Regions from separate parts of the Mus musculus genome. Here region 1 is linked to region 2. The links are chromatin contacts, called in public Hi-C maps. All regions are on one chromosome and are shown on one strand. Each heading gives the region's core, a stretch centred on a gene start, on an enhancer-like site or on the middle of the called end of the contact. The rest is flanking DNA. Distances are from core to core; before and after follow the strand shown.

The links. A called contact is a pair of places that touch in the nucleus more often than the background predicts.
Region 1: a contact with region 2 is called in a Hi-C map of cortical neurons, with 7 times the contacts expected there. The contact joins two enhancer-like sites. A contact is called at or near these places in 2 of 39 promoter capture datasets (the 3T3-L1 cell line and hippocampal neurons), 2 of 15 datasets of contacts at CTCF or cohesin (hippocampal excitatory neurons and pro-B cells), 94 of 484 Hi-C or Micro-C datasets (the 3T3-L1 cell line, 3T3-L1-derived adipocytes, the AML12 cell line and 54 more), 6 of 115 datasets of contacts at active chromatin or transcription factors (PVALB interneurons, astrocytes, fibro-adipogenic progenitors and 2 more) and 2 of 9 other capture datasets (adipose tissue and liver).

The regions. Positions count from the first base shown.
Region 1 is chr6:114,691,607-114,694,306 of GRCm38.p6, forward strand. The region is part of intron 7 of Atg7 (autophagy related 7); the gene reads left to right. Among named protein-coding and RNA genes, the nearest start is that of Gm52917, 42 kb to the right of the region's middle. Within about 2 kb of position 1,290, at least 21 of the 459 cell types and tissues checked have an H3K27ac peak or open chromatin away from gene starts, as enhancers often do. A contact at or near this core is called in cortical neurons, hippocampal neurons, neural progenitor cells and 1 more, where this site is marked.
Region 2 is chr6:114,346,926-114,349,625 of GRCm38.p6, forward strand. No RefSeq gene overlaps it. Among named protein-coding and RNA genes, the nearest start is that of Gm38875, 49 kb to the right of the region's middle. Within about 2 kb of position 1,431, at least 42 of the 459 cell types and tissues checked have an H3K27ac peak or open chromatin away from gene starts, as enhancers often do. A contact at or near this core is called in cortical neurons, hippocampal neurons, neural progenitor cells and 1 more, where this site is marked.

The sequences.
Region 1 (2,700 bases), core at 40-2,539, 340 kb after region 2:
TTATAAAAGGGCCTGGGACTTAAGATGGGGGCCAGTCTGTAGTGATGAGCTGAACTAGACCTGAAGATGGGGCAGTGTGAGGTGATAAGCTGGACTGGAACGGGATGTGGGGAGATGATTGCAGCTGAGGGTGTCCATGGCGTTGCCGTGGTTACTGCTACTTGGTGATAGCGCCATTCTCAGTTGGTGCTGGATGCAGGTGAGAATCACTTGAGAGTTGAGAAAATTAAAGCTCAGGGATGTTCAGTCAGTTGCCATAGGTCACGGAAGAGTGAGCAGTACAGGACATTCTGCACAGGCCCACATTTTTTTTTTGAAGTCACACTTGGCAGTTGAAACTCAGATCTCCAGAGGAATGCTATTTTCTGGGTAGATGCTGGGCTCTTCCTAAATACGTCTTTTTTTTTTTTTTTTTTTTTTTTTTTTTGGTTTTTTGAGACAGGGTTTCTCTGTATAGCCCTGGCTGTCCTGGAACTCACTTTGGAGACCAGGCTGGCCTCGAACTCAGTAATCTGCCTGCCTCTGCCTCCCAAGTGCTGGTGCGTGCACCACCACCGCCTGGCCCTAAAATACGTCTTGAATGGCTCTTAGACCCTGTCGGGCTGAGCTTCACTGCACGCTGCTGTTCTGTCCCCAGCTGTGATCCCTGTGATTCTCTGTGATGTCATCCACAATTCTCCACAAGAAATGGATCTTTGAAACAAAACAAGTCAGCAACGTTCCTTTTCTCTGCCTCCCTCCTTTCCTCACTACCCCACCCTGCCCCCACTCCTTTCTTCTCTCCCTCCTTCCCCTCCTTTCTTCCTTCCATCTGTTTCAGTGCTAGCGGTAAGATGGAGTCTCGTAGTCCAAGCCGGCTTCCAACTCCCTCTGTAGCCAAGAATGATCTTGAACTTCTGATCCTCCTGCCTCCACCTCCTGAGTGCTAGGATTATAAGAGTGCACCGCTACTGCTACTCTGCGTTCTGTGGTGCTGTCGGTTGAACCAAGGGCTTCCTGAATGCTAGACAAGCATTCTGACACTATGTCTCCAGCCCCTCAACCCTTTCATTTTGGAGGCAAAGGAGAAATTTTCTTTCGGTCTCAAAATGAGTTAGCTGCAGTTAGCACACACCTGCTGACAGGGCCAGTGCTTTTTCCTCTTGTGTAAGCCCACTGCCTGAATGTAAGCCGTTCTGGTGTCACGGAACGAGGGAAGCCACTTTCTCTTCTCTCCCCACTTCTTGCTGCATGAAGGGAAACATTCAAAGGAGGGGCAGGTGGCAGTGTGGCAGGCAGCCAGAATAGAAGAGCTCAGGGAGATGCCTGTAATGCAGATCTCAGAGCCCTCCTGCCTGCTAGGCAGGAGAAGTCCAGTGTTAAGACTGACACCGAATGAATGCTAAGAGCGGACAGCGAAGGAAGTGGAGTTCGAGGCGCTGCACTGTGTTTCTGTATGCGAGATTCTGGTCTCAGTCACTCAGAGCTGTATGCGACTCTGCCATGGAACACCACTCAGTACTGCTAGTGATGGTTGTAGAATATCCACAGGCCAGGAAGAGCTGATGAGAGACAGCTTGAGCTCATTACTGTTTAGAAGTCGTAATACAAATATATTTGTATGAATAATAAAGTTAGGGGTAGTTATCTTAGCTAGGGTTTCTATCACTATGGAAAAGACCATAACCAAAGCAATTTGGGGAAGAAAGGGTTTGTTTCATCTTACAGTTGTAGTGTATCATGGAGGGAAATCAAGGCTGGAACCTGGAGTCAGGAACTGAAGCAGAGGCCATGAAGGGGTGCTGCTTCCTGGCTTGCTCTCCTTGGCTTGCTTGGTTTGCTTCCTACACATCCCAGGACCACCTGTCCAGGGGTAGCACTGCCAACATTGGGCTAGGATGGGCCCACACCAATCATTAATCAAGAAAACGCACTGCAGACCTGCCTAGGGACAAGCTGGCGGAGGCGTTTTAATTCCTCTTCCCAGGTCACTCTAGCTTGTGTCAAGTTGACAAGGGAAAAAATAGAAAGCCAGCCATGACAGTAGTTATGCATGGAGATATGGACAGAGGTTCCTTTAGCTGTTGATAATGTGGAATGGTTGTGGGTTTTTCCCCCAATCAGAATGTTGCTTTAGCTTCTGTTTTTGGCTTAGACCACATTGAGCATTCTGTGAAATAAATACATGAATATCTGGCTAATTTAAACAAAAAGTAGGACAGACCTAGGTATACTGGCACACACCTTTAATCTTAGCACTTGGGAGGTAGAGGCAGGCAGAGTTTGAGGCCAGCCTGCTCTACACAGTGACTTCCAGGACAGCCACTGTTATGGTGAAGCCCTGTTGCAAAAATGAGGCGTGGTGGTGGTAACATGGCTTAGTGGGAAAAAGGTGTACCGTGCAAGTCTGGTAACCTGAGTTCAATCCCCCGAACCCAAATAAACGTGGAGGAAGAGATCTGACTCCACACAGTTGACCTCTGACCTCCTCGTGCATGGTAGCACACACCCATTTATCCCCAAAGTACATCCATCTCTACCTCTCCCCCTCAACACACACAGAAATTATATTTGTGTACATGAGTGCACATCAACTGTTTTTATTTCATCTACATTTGCTTATAAAGGAAACCTTTGGTGTCGTAGTTCTCCTCCAGCCATCTCTCTGCCTCCTCCTCTCAGTCCCACTTCCTTCCTCCCACTCACAGGACCTACACTTGC
Region 2 (2,700 bases), core at 181-2,680:
TTTAGTCCCTATTGTGAGGTATAGAGGGTGGGTGGAAACTTATATGGCCTTGTGTTGGAGGTAGGGGTCAGAAGGACAGGGGGTGGGACTAGATAAAGACTTCTGACAGTGGCTTACTCAGGAGAGAATGGGTGGGTTATACATATGTTCCCAGTCTATGTGATGCCCTGTGCCTCTGCCCTAGTCACAGTCAGCAAGCAACCTTGGTGTTCCAGAGCATAGATGAAAAGGACCTCACTTATTGTCTTATTTAAATGTTTGTTTGATACAAGGTCATCATAGCCCAGGCTGACTTTCAACTCTCTCTGTGGCTGAGTCTAAAGTCCCCCTGGTCTCACCTCGGCAGAGAGACTGGGCTCTGCTGGCCTCATAGGGCTTTGTGCAAGCACTGTACCATTTCACGGAGAGGAACTGCACCCATGGATGCAGTGTCTGTTGTGGTCCTAAAAATGACCCCCTCAAGTCCTAGAGGTGAATATTAGCACCTGAACATTTCCCCAGACCACAGTGTACCACTATGTACATAATATTTTTCTTACAGAGTACTGGGTTTTTTTGTAAAGAATAAAATACCAGTCTATCCATGGGCATCTCCTCTTCTTCCTCTTCCTCTTCCTCTCCCTCTTCCTCTTCCTCTTCCTCTTCCTCTTCCTCCCCTCCCTCTCCCTCCTCCTCCTTCTCCTCCTCCCCCTCCCCCTCCTCTTCCTCCTCCTCTTCCTCCTCCTCTCATTCTCCCTCTCCCTCTTCCTCCTCTTCCTTCTCTTCCTCCCCTCCCTCTCCCTCCTCCTCCTCCTCCTCTTCCTCCTCTTCCTCCTCTTCCTCCTCCTCTTCTTGTTACAGTTAGAAAACCCCACCCTGGAACCCCTACAGGGCGGCAGAGGCTATACCTTAATTATCTCCCCGACTCTCAGAGCTCAGGTAGTAATGGATGTTTGCTCAGAGCAGTGAGTACTTAGAGGAAGGCATGGTTATTTAAATGTGAACGGAAGAGTCTATAATTGAATGGATAAGCAAACACATCCGTGAGTAAGTGAAGGCATGAGTCACCAAATGAAGTGACAGATTACAGCCCCAGCAGGTCTGTGATTGGGTTATTCCAGCTCCGGCACCCTCAGACACCTGTGGTTGTGCTTGCAGGGATGCGCCTCTTCCTTAGTCGCCCGAGAGGAGAGGGGAGATTTGAAACTGCGCAGGTATTGCCCCCTCCAAGATGCCTCAGACCTGACTCCACTTTCTGAGCCAAGGCCTGGAATCCACCGCGGCTAAGGATGCCCAGAGAACTCTGAACAGCTCATCCCTGTATCCCTGAACTGTGGCTGAAGGTCAGTGGGAGGAGTAGGGTGTTTGCCACAAGGACAGGGCCAGACCTCCCACATCTTCAGAAGAAGGGAGACTTCTGGTGAGTCCATGTCTCCTCCTCCACACCCCAGCCCCACAGTGAGGGGGCGACAGAGCCATGAGCAGGAGCCAGCGGTTGCCATGACAACACATTAAGAGACGTGAAGCTGCTTTCAGTTTTCAGTTTCAGCTTCTGGAAAGGGGTCAAGCATGTGGGGCAGAGAGAAGAGTCAGGAGGGGGAAATCACAGCCACCCCCACTCAGTCTCACAGTTAACCACAGCCCAGTGCACTGTGTGCTCCGAGTCCCTCCTTCTGGTGTGTCACTTCCTAGGACACTCAAAAGGAACCTGAGAAGTGGTGATCCCACCTCATGGTCAGAAGGCTGGGTCTGAAGTCACTTGCCCACCCAGGTGGTAGCAGAGCTGGTTCTTGCATTGGGTTCCTGACTACAAAACCTTGTTTAACAGACCCAAAGATTCTAGAATCCCACTGGGTTAGGGCAGTACACTTTATTGGTCCATTAAACAAGACACTTACCCAGGAAGGTTCAGATCTACAGGCACTCAAGCAGAAAAGCTTCTAGGATTTGCTCATACATACAACAAAGCACATGTATGCACACACAGCAGTTATGTATGCGTGTGCACACATTCATGCCTATGCACATTCATGCTCACACATAGACACAGCTGCAATCACACAGGCAGGCACACACCTGTATATCCATGGAAGCAGATTTTAAAAAATGCTTCTTTTGACACGCAGCTTTGGAGTTCCTCCCCTCTTAAAATGACAGTCTGTTTCCTTAGCCACTGAACTTGGCTGTGTGATGATATTCTGGCCCATGCAAAATTAGCAAGCACAGAGTTGGGGAGATGGGTGGGTCTGTCAAGTGTTTGATTCACAAGTATGAAGACCTGAGTTAAGATCCCCAGGATCCTCATAAGATGCTGGGCATGGTGGCTTGTGCTTAGAACTCCTAATTCCAGTGACAGAGAGATGGGAGGCAGAAGCAAGCAGATCCTTGGAGCTTCCCATCCATCTAGCCTAACCTACTGGGAAAAATTCTAGGCCTGGGAGAGACCCTGTATCAAACAAAGGTGGAAGGTTCCTGAGGAAGGACACTCAAGGTTGGCCTCTAGTCACAGCACATAGGGCAGACCCACATGCTTGCATGCACCTTCACATATGCACGTGCACATACACATACACATAATGGAAGAATAACCCTGGGAACGTATATTTTCACGGTGTATTTGTATTTTCTCTCTCTCTCTCTCTCTCTTTCTCGTTCATTGCCTTCACTATGAAAACATGCCCACGATGTTAGAGGAGACCTCATTAAGTTCAGAGCCACGTC